Linked DNA regions of Zea mays: region 1 is linked to region 2. The links are chromatin contacts, called in public Hi-C maps. All regions are on one chromosome and are shown on one strand. The core of a region is the stretch at or near the end of the contact, and the rest is flanking DNA. Distances in the headings are between cores, read along the strand shown.

Region 1 (6,294 bases), core at 3,381-5,880, 200 kb before region 2:
GATAAAGAAGGGATAAAAGACGAAATCTTTTAGAGAATAATATATTCTTTTATGGGTAACATTGTATATATAGAGGATTGAATTTAGGAAACGTTGCTGAAGATATTGCTAGAGATGAAGATATATAAAATACGGAATCTTTTAGGAAATATTATAAAAGATAAAGAATATTTTTTTATACGACGAAATTTAGAATAGAGGAGCACATCTTCACGGACACAAGAGCAACTAGAGCCTAGCCAAACACGTCCTAACCAGAGTGATCGTTACATCATTACAATTCCACATTTCTTATTTATAAATCGTGGCATTTTGGGGAGAATTCTTCAATTACAGAATGCATTTTCATAAAACTGGGAAGGCAACAATGACATTTGGATTCTCTTGTACAATCGATCTTCACACCGAAGCTTAAAAACGCCCTAACAGTAGTATGTTACAAAACAGGTTTTTTCGTGCACAAGTATTTGAGAATACAATGAACAAATCGGCGACGGTATACAGTGAGTGAAACCAGCAGTATAGACACGCAAAGAATGGGAGACGAAGGAAAAATACAAAATTATACATGCGCGTAAGATCCACACGGTCCAAATCGACCTCACTGCGCTTTCATGGCTCTCTCTTTGCATAGCTGGTGCCACTCCTGAAGCACGGCAGCCTGGAGAGCGCGGTGCTCAGCCTCCTCCGCGGTGAGCTTGGAGAGCGTCGAGGGGCCCTTGGGGTTTCCAAACCCATCTAGTTCCTCGCTCTGCTTTCGCTCCTCTTCCTCCTCTTGATCGGTCTTTGCGGGTGGGACCTTTGGCCTGGCTGCCTTGAGCAGGGCAATCCTCTCCATGGAGATCTTCAGCTGCTCGGCGGCCACACTCTTCACCTCATCCTCAGGCATGTATTCCACAGCGCCGTCGGTGATATCATCCAGCCAGCCCTGGAGGTCGGATTTGATCTCTCTCGTGATGGATTCATCGGATGCGCGCATGACGAATTTGCAGATCATTGTGGTGGTCTCATCACCCAAATCAACATTCCGGCTGACTTCACTTGCCCCAAATATCATCATGCCCACAAATCCACCAAACCATGTCTTTGCTGCATAACATAACTGTAGGAGATGTAAGTTATAGTCATCACTCAAAATGTTTACTAGTTATGAATACGAAATAAATACTGCACCATTTAGTATACAGCGTACCAAAGATTACCTGGAATCCAGCTACTGTCCGGATGAAATGTGAGCAGACTTGATGGAAGGGCTTAGAAGAAATCGACTTCAATCCACTGAGGAAGGGAGAGCTGTCATACTGCTGAGCAGCGGTGGCCTTGAAACCACTGCCTTCATATGTGTATGTGCCAGTGCACTCCACCATGGCTGGTAGGCTAGGCCATAGCCGGAAATACTCAACTGGAGAACACTCTAATGGTAGGAGGAGCTCAGCGAGAGGAAACTTGTATGGTTGGCACCGCAAAACAACCGGTTCCCCAAGTTCAGGCCGATGTGAGCGCTTCTGCCTCATCATCTGTGAATCCTCTTCTGCATAATCTCCTTCATAGTCTGTTGATCCACTACTTCCATAAAACGGGTAATACAAAACTTGAACCCAGAGCGAGCATCTCTCAAAATGTGAAACTCCAACAGTCACACTACTTTGGACTGGATCCTGGAGGGTTAAAAAGGCGTTAGGTGATCAGTAATGCCAGTGTTTACCCCAAGCATACAATTCTATAGTAAGTTTTTAGTTTGTAAATAGACCAATATTTGTTTCATTGGACATACTCTATCTAGAAACAAGATATGAAACCCATTCCGTCTGCTGGTTATACCAGGAAATAGTTGTAAATATAAGGAAAGAGAGAGAAACTAAGATCAAAACTCAAATAATATTAAAAATAACATAAACAGCGCTGGATTTCAATCTTAACTGACATTTTCTGCAGTGGATAACAAAATATTGAGTTTTCAACTGGATTCTGGATGGTCAGATACATTGGGTTGTTCCAGTATACAAATTAAGGCAGAAAAAGGTCGTAATGTTTTCACTAACAAAAAAAACCAACTCACACTAAAGTACTAAACTTTATTCAAATCATATTTTCATGGAAACTGTAATCGGTAGACAAAAAAATCTTGAAGTTCTTCCTTCAGAAAATATATTGCAAGGCACCTGGGAAACAAGATTCCGAAGGTGACGAACAGTGCGAGAGAAACCATCCATATAATACAGTGCTCCAGACAGGCCAACACGGATGTCCACCCTGTTGAGTTCCAGCTCAGTCAAATTTAAAATCTGCAACAGCACAGAGCACACACTAGTCAAAAGACATGATAATATGTTCCTAATCAAACAATTCGACCTTTGAGCAAAGCAACATGTGAAGAATTATTTGTAATTGTTGTTATAGTCAAATACAATATCAGATGCAGGTGAAAGGGCCTCTAGCCGAGTTTGTTAGGTGGTATGAGTAGCACCTCCTCAGGTCCTGAGTTCGACTCCTCACGGGAGCGGATTACAGGCTTGGGTTAAAAAATCCTCTCGTCTGTCCCACCTTAAAACATAGGTCTAAGATCTGGCCCCGGTCACGATCGTTCTCACATGGGATACGGTGCCGCTGTATATGGGTGGGGCAGGGGTTCGGAGGTTTTTTCGACCTACGTGAGAAAGTCTTCTTCTTAATGTAATAACGGGGAGCCGTCTTACCCCCGCGTGTCGAGTTTTTTACAATATCAGATGTGGGACATCAAGGCCACTTTCTTTTGAAGTCCGACTTGTTCTATATGAACATTAATCATATCAACTAGTTTCAGCACTTTGTCTATTTGTATAAGAACATCCATTCCTGTTAAGACTAATGTAGCAACAAGTGTGCAAACTTTTTTTATTAAAAATCCTTTAATTTTAAACACAAACATTAGAATAATTAAATTCCGAATTAGGATGTGAAGTCCCAAAGCAGTATTAGCAGTAACCATGACTGATGAACAGTATATTCCAAGTTAATAGTAGAGAGAGATGCACCAATCAGGCTATACCTTTAGATGTAGGGTAATTCTGCCATCAGTTGGATCTGCCAAATGATATGCTTCGATGTAGCACGGATCACTGCTGCCAGTCAAAGCACACGCTTTTGGAAGCTCTTTATGCAAAGCACCAATTCCCCTTGTTTGTAGGAGAATTAATTGACTGGGATTCGGCCTCCAAAGCTCCCGGATGGCCTTATGGACTAATCCCTCCAATTTCCTATCTTGGGCAGCAGACGCCTCTGAAAATTGAACGGTAAGCTTGTGGTGACTAAATGGATAATCCCCTGTAGCATCACCTACACCAACCCACCTGAAACAACAATAAGTTAACATTGTCATTTCTCTATGGAACTTTCATTCAGGTAGACCATTTTTACACATCTACGTGAACACTGGCACACAAGTGACAAGATTAACCCAAGTATGAAAATGCACTCACCTGTTGTCAGGATGGTTTGTTACGTATTTTATTACTTGCAACACATAACGTGATTGATGCTTGGTCATAGAATCAGCTGAAGTACTTGCCCTAAACTCTTCCAGTTCTTTAGTGAGAAGTTGGCCTGCTCTTGCATTTCTTGCTCCCAACCGCTGAGCGCAAATTAGAACAGCCTGCACATCTTGTATCCTATTTGATGTAGTAGCAGATGAATCGGTGTTGAATAATATCTTGTGCATGTTAGATATGACAATATTCAGTGGGTCCTCTGGGTCATCAGCTAAAAGGGGATCCAGACCTTCAAGATCAAAGTGTTCAGAAATTGCCCATATCAAGCGTGAAGATATACGTGGAGTGTGAACCTGGTAAGATACAATTAATCAAATTTAATAATCTTCGACCATTCTGGAAAAGAAAACGAAGAGAATGGATTTTGTTTTCATTTGTTGTTTAAAGAGTCAGCAGTAGCCTGCTTAATCAGTGCCTAGGCACAAGTAGGTGCCAGCCGACTACCCACCTATCACCAAGTGCTTTTTGAAACGCTGCTTTTATTAGGAAAGCAGCTTTATGAAATGATGCAGTTTTAGTGTTTACCAGGAAAGATGAAACATAGAAAAAACAGGCATAATCAGATCTAAACAGAGATAAAGCTTTCGCAAAGCAGAAGCATTTATCTATTTCTATTCTAAAATACTAAATAAGATCCAAAGTCTTATTTATAAAAATATGCACATGGTTCAAGTTTTACAAGAGTCAGATATATGTAACAAGGAAAAGGTAGAAACTATATGGGGACGGGAGGTGCCAATAGTTATTAAGGCGGAAGGCGACATAAGGCGCCCGGCCCTCTTTTTACCTTTTATGCGGTAAGGCGTAAGGCAAGGAGACGCCTTAATTATATAATAAAAAAAAATTAGTATATCACTTAGACCAAATAGTATAGAATTTGTTGACAACTTTCCACACCTTCCCTAATTTGTCCATCAGTTCATCACCTTCCCTATTCCCTATTATGTTAAAATTGAAAAAGAAAAGAAAAGGAAAGGAAAATAAGTTAAAGGCCCATCCAACCCATACAGACCACCGGCAAGCCACCACAACTTCTATACCCTACCCTAATTCCTCATAGCCGCACACAGCCCGCCTCCCAGGAGGATGGCCGCGCAACCATAGTTGTTAAGGCGGTAAGGCGAGTGAACCCCTTTATACCTTTTAAGCGGTAAAGTGTAAGGCGAGGCGATGCCTTAAATATGTTTAAAAATAAGAAAATTATTGATATTTAAGAAAGTGTTTAAGACAAAATTATTAATATAGAAGAGAAAAAAGATAAAGAAAAGAAAAAGAATAACCTAGCCAGCCCAAACCAGCCCACCTGGCCCATTAAAGTTAGGTTAAGCTCACTTAGGGCTTGTTCGGTTAACTCTCAATCCATGTGGATTGAGTGGGATTGGATGGGTTTAAATCTCAAACAAGTCAAACTTCTTGTTAATTTTTTCTAATCTCATCCAATCCATGTGTATTGGGAATAACCGAACAAGGCCTTATTCATCCCCTCCCAACCCTCTCCCCATCTCTTCTCCCAGTCAGCAGCCGCACAGCTCCCTCTCTCCTCTCTCTCCTCTCCCAGCGCTCTCTCTCCCAGCCACTTCTCCCTCTCTCCCCGCTTCTCCCTGTCTCTCTCCCAGCCGTCGCCGTCGTGCCGCCCTCCGCCTCGTTGCCCTCTGCACCAGCCATCACGCCGCCCTCTGTCGCAGTCGTCGCGCCGCCCTCTGCCGCAGCCACCGCGCCACAGCAGCCGCTGTGCTGCCACTTCCACCCACTTTAGGCTCTAAACTAAGGCGAGGAGGACACCTTACGTGTCCCTGGCGTGCCTTACCGCCTAGGCGACGCCTCAACAACTATGCGCGCAACCGCGCCACAACGGAAGGGAGAGGAGGGTTGTCGCCGCCGACAGGAAAGCTACCGCCCCGCAGTCCGCGTCTCCATCTGTACCCCTCTTCAACCCTACCCAGGCCAAGGTGTCTGTGATCCAACGCCTTACCGATGCCTTGCGCCCCAAAGGCGATGCTCTAGGCAAAGGCGGACGCCTTACGAGTTACGACAACAAGTAAGGCGACAGCGACGCCTTACCCTCTAGCCTCGCCTTACCGCTTTAGCGACGCCTTAATAGCTCAAGGTGACACATGTGCTACGCTAAGAGTACAGAACACTTAAATTTAATTCTAAAACATTGTTTAGTTGATAACTCAAGCAAGAACAAATAAAGATCTATGTGACATGATCAGAAAAACGGAGTCACTCAAAGCATTGAGTTAACACAGCAATGAATAAATAGTCTCATTAGATTTCAACTAGTATTTAGGAAGACAGGAAGGAATACTTAAAATTTAACATTCAAGAATAATAAGGATCACAACCTCGCGAAGGTCCCTGATAAGCTGCAGCTGCAAATTTCTAAGTCGTGTCTCATTCAGAATCTGATCTTGAGATGCACCAGCTTTAATTGTCTTCACACCGCCTCTGGTATCATATATATGACAAAGCCTCACAAGTAACTTTAGATAGCAATCAATTGCATAGGTACGACCATCACAGTCCCAAAGAACACATGGCCTGCAAACTTCCACCACATCCAAAGCAGGTTCTGTCCAGTTAAGGGCACCATAACCAGTTCCATAGGCTAACGCTCCTATAACTCTGCTCTCTGTCCCAGAATTCTTCAACTCTGGTAGTGGAAGAGATAGCTGGAAACAACTTTCGACTAGGGAAGCCACTAGCTCTTCTCTGAACAAGTTTTTGCTTGTTACGCTGTTTAGATCTTCCTTCACCCTCACAT
Region 2 (6,098 bases), core at 3,287-5,786:
TTGATGATCGAGGACCTTTCAACTGGCCACATGCCTCATCATGTGTAAGCTTTGCCTCGGTCGGACCAATACCAGAAAGGCCACCACGCAATGGGAGTGGAGAGATGGCGAGAGTAGCGTGTACCCTCCGTGGCAAAAGGCTGGACGGTGGAATATCTGTGCTCTCGGTTGGCGTGAACCCATTATGGTCTTGAGAAACCCGGGTGCGAGTTGACATATGCAAGGGTTAAGTGCTACATATGTCGTGTGGTTGGAGATCTCCAGCTGGGTATTAATCGATTCGGATCGCCGTTACTTCTCGGACATGAAGACTTGGCCACTGACTTACACGTAGCAATCAAGTGAACGGAAGGAATGATAAAATACGACTAGCATAGGCCAAGTGCATGATCTAGATAGAAAGAACTCTAGATGCAAGTAACTACTTAACCTGATAATAAAAATGGATTTTTAAGGATCCACTCATAGTAAGCTTTTCTGCAAACGGAGTCTTTGAATCTTGATAAGCTTTACCTTGATTCCCAAAAGCTAGCATATCCTTGATAGTCTTTTTTCCTTCGATGGGTAAGACTTGTGAAAGTACACTCCATACTCAGGGTTTTCGAACCCATGTTGTTGTAGGTGATGAAACAGCTGAGTTCTGCCTTTTCTGCTCCAAGGTGGTGCCCAAGAAAGAGGAAGAACACTAAACTTATTTGGGGAGGATGTTTTGCCTCCCGGTGATATAATAATAAGTTCCGCACTCGAACACCCGGTTATGTAATAAGTACTCTTTCTATATTTTTATATGAATGTAAATTATATTATTGTAATCCTTTCCGCTCATTCTCTACTCCGATTATGTGTAATGTCTGCGTGATGGGTTAAGCGCTCTTGGGCGATATGATGAAGATACAGATAACCGAACTTGTCAAGTCATTATGCGCACCTGCATGACTGTCTGAGGTCTTTAGGACAAGGACATCTATAGGTGGGACTAATACCTTGGGAGGTTCCGTCACAGGAAACCCTACCTTATCAAGGTCTGTGATGATCCTAGAGAGATTCACATAGAACAAATAAGAAACTAGAATAAACTATCCATACAAAAGTATTGATACTTTATGGATGTATACAATATCATAATTGAGGACAATTGTAATAATACTATTCCTATTAGATATGTAGTAATGGTAGTTCTTAGAATTATTATCAATAATAATAGGATATGGATATAATTATTTCTCTACTATATAAAGTATCAGCGTCTCCACTATCGCCGTGTGTCAACAATTTTGCTAAAACCCCCTTAGATTTCTTTGTAATCAAACCACGATCCTTCCATTCACCTCGAAAGGTAGCTGCTGCGACTCAATCTTGCATCACATCTTCCATCTTATCCCCAAACCCTACCCCCTACGCCCGTGCTCGTGTCGCTACCATGGACTTGATTGATGCAGATCCGCCATGAAGCGCTCGAGCCACACCAAGGACTACAACCGCCTCATCCAAATGGCCTCACCCACTCTAGCCGGCACTACCGTGCCTAAGGTCGCCCCAGAACAGGGAAGAGAATGCAAGCACGAGTGCACCAGCGGCGGACTGCGCCTCCTGTCGCTCTTCGCGCGAGCGACCGTTATGGCGCTCGCGCTCGCAGTCTTTCTCCTATTTGCCACCGCATTCGCCTTGCTCCTCCTCGTTCTCATCCTTGCCACGCGTGCCTTCAACCACCACCACAACAACCACTACTGTGTCCCATCGCTCGACCCTGTCCCTTTGTAGTCGTCTCTCCGCTTGGGGCTATTGCTCGCCGAGATCTGCTGCCTCCCGAGCTTCACCTTCCCCTCCACGAGTGGCGGCGCCGGCGACGAGACCGCCACCAACTCCCCTTAGTGCGTAGTGTGCCTCGATGTCGTGCACACCATGGAGCGGTGGCACGTGATGCCGACCTGCACACGTGTTCCATGTCGCCTGCTGTTGGTCTCTTGTTTTTGATTGCTGAATCACAAAACAAGGCAACCCAATTGTTAAATGTAAAGGACCTTCGTCCTTCGAAGCATCATATGCATTCGGTCATGATGGTTCTCGGACGAAGGTTATGAAGAACAAGTCTTCATCATTTACAAATACAAAAAATGTATTTACAAATGTAAATACATGACAATTATTTATATCATATTGAATGTTAAATAACATTAAGATCTGTATCATATATTGGCAAAGTAATACATGATGTATATTACATTTGTACCTTTGGCTTGCTCAAGGTGAAAGCGAGTGCACAATCCCAATCCAGCGTAAACAGTACATGTGGTACTGTTCATCTATTTATAAGCAAGGAACACAGCCCAAGCAAAAGTACATTTATGACCCTAGTATGCATACATTATCCTAATACAAATATCAGGGATTAACATGTCTTTTTCTCTTTGGTTTAATATCACTTTTGACCTTCGTAACCACCTTGAGCCGAAGTTGTAATCGTTCGACGCTTTGCTCGTGCTTGTTGCAGCTTCAACATGCATGGTTGTTGCACCTTCGGCACTCAGTCCCATTGATTATATACGATTTCTTCGTCCTGAGGACCTTCGGCAGAGAAGGAGACCCCAACACCTGTGTCGACATGTGGCTCACTAGGACGCCCGCCTACCCTGTATGTCGTGCCACCATCGCCATCCCGAGATGAGCTATGATTGACGTCGCGAACTTGCCCATACGTGGGCATGCATGTTTGATATATCGTTCAACGTTCGACAAAAAAATATTCTTTGTTTTGCTCGTGTAGTCATGACATAGTTGTAGTTGTAAAGAGGAATGCAGGTGGGCGCCTGGGCGGTGACCCATTAAACTTTGCCATAACAAAGATTTAGGATCTATTTGGTTGGGCTGTGGCTGTGAAAAAAGTTGCTGTGGACGGTGAGCTGTGAAAAAAGCTGCTGTAGGTTGTAAGCTGTTAAAAAGCTAAAAATCGTTTGGTGGAAACCACTAAAAATCGTAAAAAATTCTTCGATATATGTTTTCACAGTTTATCCGAAAAGCCACTAAAAGCAGGTCCAGAGGTGCTTTCAGATTTGCACTACGAGAAAGTCGGCTTTTAGAAAAAACTGCTTCCTGGATCCATCTCTTTGGTTGGCTTTTGGCTTTTAGGGGGGCAAAAGTCAAAGCCAAAAGTCAAACCAAACACACCCTTACTCAGGCTGTTTGCTTCATATTAAAGCTAATTGTTCAAACTGTTGCAGCTTCAATCTATATAGATAAAAACAATATAGAAGCAGTAGAAGCCAGTAGGAAATAAAGCCAAGCGAACATGCTGACTATTTTGAATTCTAATTCCAATTTTTTTGGATTGTAATGTGTTTGGATAGGTGTGTTGTAACTTTTAGTCTAGAGATCAACATTATGACAAAGGGCTTTTCACTATGGTTTGTCATTGTCACCAATCAAATATGACCGTACAAACATTATACTAGTACGAGTAACTTGAGAGTGCTGATGACATATTTATCAATTGCGGAGCCTTTTATCATGTTCTTTCGAAAGTCAACTTTATATTTAGGGGGTGTTTGGTTTCTATGGACTAATTTTTAGTCCCTCAATTTTATTCCATTTTAGTCCCTAATTTACTAAATATAGAAACTAAAACTCTATTTTAGGGCTCGTTTGGCAAAGCTCCAGCTCCAGCTTCTTTAGCTCCAGATCCTGATCCTCGTGAGGAGTTGATCCTCCTGCTTCTCCTAGAGAATCAGAATCATTTTTAAAACCGTTTGGCAAGTAAACTGATTCTTGTCTTCTGAAAGTTGGTGGTCCGTGGCGATTGTCTGTTTTATCCTTTGCAGTTTAACTTTGTTACAAACCAATAAGTAGGATGCATATACGGAAAAAAAATATGAAACAATAACATATAAAATATTCTCATCATAGTAGTGCATAAAATGGTCTCAAATGTTTAATCCATAAATTGGCTCGTTATGTTTTTGTCCAATGGCAATTACGGGTAATTTCGATCAAAATTTAAGGGGAGGTCCATATTTGGTTGGTTGAGGAGCTATTTTAAGGGAGGGTGGAGCAGGTTTTTTTAGATCCCACCTTTCTTCACAAAAACGACTCCCGATCTTTCGGCTCCACACGAGAATCAGTTAAAAAAAATACCTGTTTGGCACGACTCCTCTAGATCCTCGCTTAGAATCAGGAGCTGGAGCTGTGCCAAACGGGCCCTTAGTTTCCCTATTTAACAATTTATGAACTAAAATGGAATAAAGTGAAGGGACTAATGTTTAGTCCCTATAAACCAAACACCCACTTATACTAAAAAAATCAACTTTTAGAACTGATTTGGTGACCGATGAATTGAAAAGATATATAGAAAAAATTCAGTTGCTCTGGTCACCAAATTAGTCATCATGCATTATTTTTTTACTTGTTTTTCATTTTTTATATTTTCTCTCGACCTAGCCGAAAGAGTTTCTTCATATTACCGAAAGGGTCTTCTTCCGTTTCATATAGTCACGATGTCATATTACTCATATAGAATTTTTCTATGGACACACGAAGAGTCCGCAAAAAATAATCAACTCGTTTTTTTTCTTTCTCCGCTCCTCCGAGTGACCGAGTCCAAGGCTTCGTTCTGCTCTCCGGCTCTCCCGCATCCACCCCGTCTCATCCCCAATCCGACCACCTCATCCCTCGCCTCCATGGCCCTACCCCTCGCGTCACCGGCGGGGGCATGAGCCGGTGACTGCTCACGCGGCCTCGTCTGTCTGCGCACGCGCGCGGGGTCGGCGAGTGAGCATTGCGGCGGTCCGCGATCGCCCGTGGGGGAGCATGGCGTCGGCGGCGGGGTCGGCCGGCGGGGCCGGCGCGGGGTCTGGCGGGCTGAAGACCTACTTCAAGACCCCCGAGGGGCGGCACAAGCTGCAGTATGAGAAGACGCACTCCCCCGCCGTCGTGCACTACAGCCACAGCGGCAAGACCGTCTCCCAGGTAGCAAGGGCGCCGTCGTTCGGATTAGGGTAGCGAGGCAGTTTGATGTGCTTTATGGGGTTATTGATGGGTCGGTCTGTGCTGGATGGATGGGGAATTGGGTTGGGATGTGTGTTGACTTGGCTTGATCAGGTGTGGTATCTGGATGAGTCATCGTAGATGCGATGCGGCAGATATTCGGAAGTTTCTAGGCGCTTCATGGATTGGATCAGGCGCAGCATAGATTGGTGTAATGTTTAATGTTTGGATAGTCCCTGCATATATTTCGTGTTACCGTTCTAGGAAAAAATACAAATACAAATGACACACATTTTTCTGTTCGCAAATTCTAACACTCTAATAGAATAGATCAAATATCTGCTTAACTGTTCTGAGGGCTTTGTGCTTTCTGATTCTGTTGCGTTGTGTAGATTACAAATCCTTTATGCAGTTATCGATTGTTTGTTGTGATGGTGCCAGATGACAGTGGCATATTTGAAGGAGAAGCCAGCAGGCCAGGGTTCCACGCCTTCAACACCAAGTGCTGGTAGTGGGATGCGGTCTGCAGCTGCAAGACTTCTCGGCACTGGGAATGGGAGCCGGGCACTTAGCTTCGGGAGCAATGGTACCAGCAGGGCTGTCTCAGGAAGCAGCCGCATGGGTGGAGGAATTGGTGTGTCGACTAGTGCAAGTGGATCGCAAGGCATGGCAAACTATGATGGAAAGGGCGCGTACATCATATTTAATACTGCAGATACACTCTTCATCAGTGATCTCAACTCACATGACAAAGTATTTCCTTATCTCTTATTGCATGCATGCATGTTAAGTTGCTTGCAACTTTGGTATCCTGTGGTTCTCTGTTCACATGCTAATTGCATCAGGATCCAATAAAGTCCATCCACTTCAGTAGCTCAAACCCGCTTTGCCATGCATTTGACCCAGAGGCCAAGGATGGGCACGATCTGCTTGTTGGGGTGTTCTCAGGAGATGGTATGTCAAATGCTTCATAATTAGGAAAGCTTTATGCTTATATTAGTTAAAGAATCGTGCATAAGTTCTTTTATTTGTTCTACAGTCTATTCAATGTCACTGAGGCAGCAGCTGCAAGATCCTGGAAAGAAGCCCGTTTCATATCAGCATTTTGTTAATAGAGACAA

The links. Hi-C and Micro-C count contacts between places; a contact is called where the count stands out from the background.
Region 1: a Hi-C map of endosperm shows a contact between it and region 2, with 4 times the contacts expected there. The contact joins the enhancer-like site here to the promoter of LOC100280640 in region 2. A contact is called at or near these places in 4 of 25 Hi-C or Micro-C datasets (ear, endosperm, leaf and 1 more).

The regions. Positions count from the first base shown.
Region 1 is chr2:138,984,342-138,990,635 of Zm-B73-REFERENCE-NAM-5.0, reverse strand. It overlaps LOC100381729, which reads right to left. Exons shown (of 7, transcript NM_001349030.1): 2 at 5,876-6,294; 3 at 3,459-3,820; 4 at 3,029-3,329; 5 at 2,163-2,285; 6 at 1,203-1,658; 7 at 333-1,102. The coding sequence ends at 602. Among protein-coding and RNA genes, the nearest start is that of LOC118476363, 21 kb to the right of the region's middle. Within about 2 kb of position 4,630, at least 1 of the 20 cell types and tissues checked has an H3K27ac peak or open chromatin away from gene starts, as enhancers often do. A contact at or near this core is called in endosperm, where this site is marked.
Region 2 is chr2:138,782,532-138,788,629 of Zm-B73-REFERENCE-NAM-5.0, reverse strand. LOC100280640 (nucleotide binding protein) reads left to right here and starts at 4,536. Exons shown (of 11, transcript NM_001153558.1): 1 at 4,536-4,959; 2 at 5,419-5,730; 3 at 5,823-5,931; 4 at 6,017-6,098. The coding sequence starts at 4,801.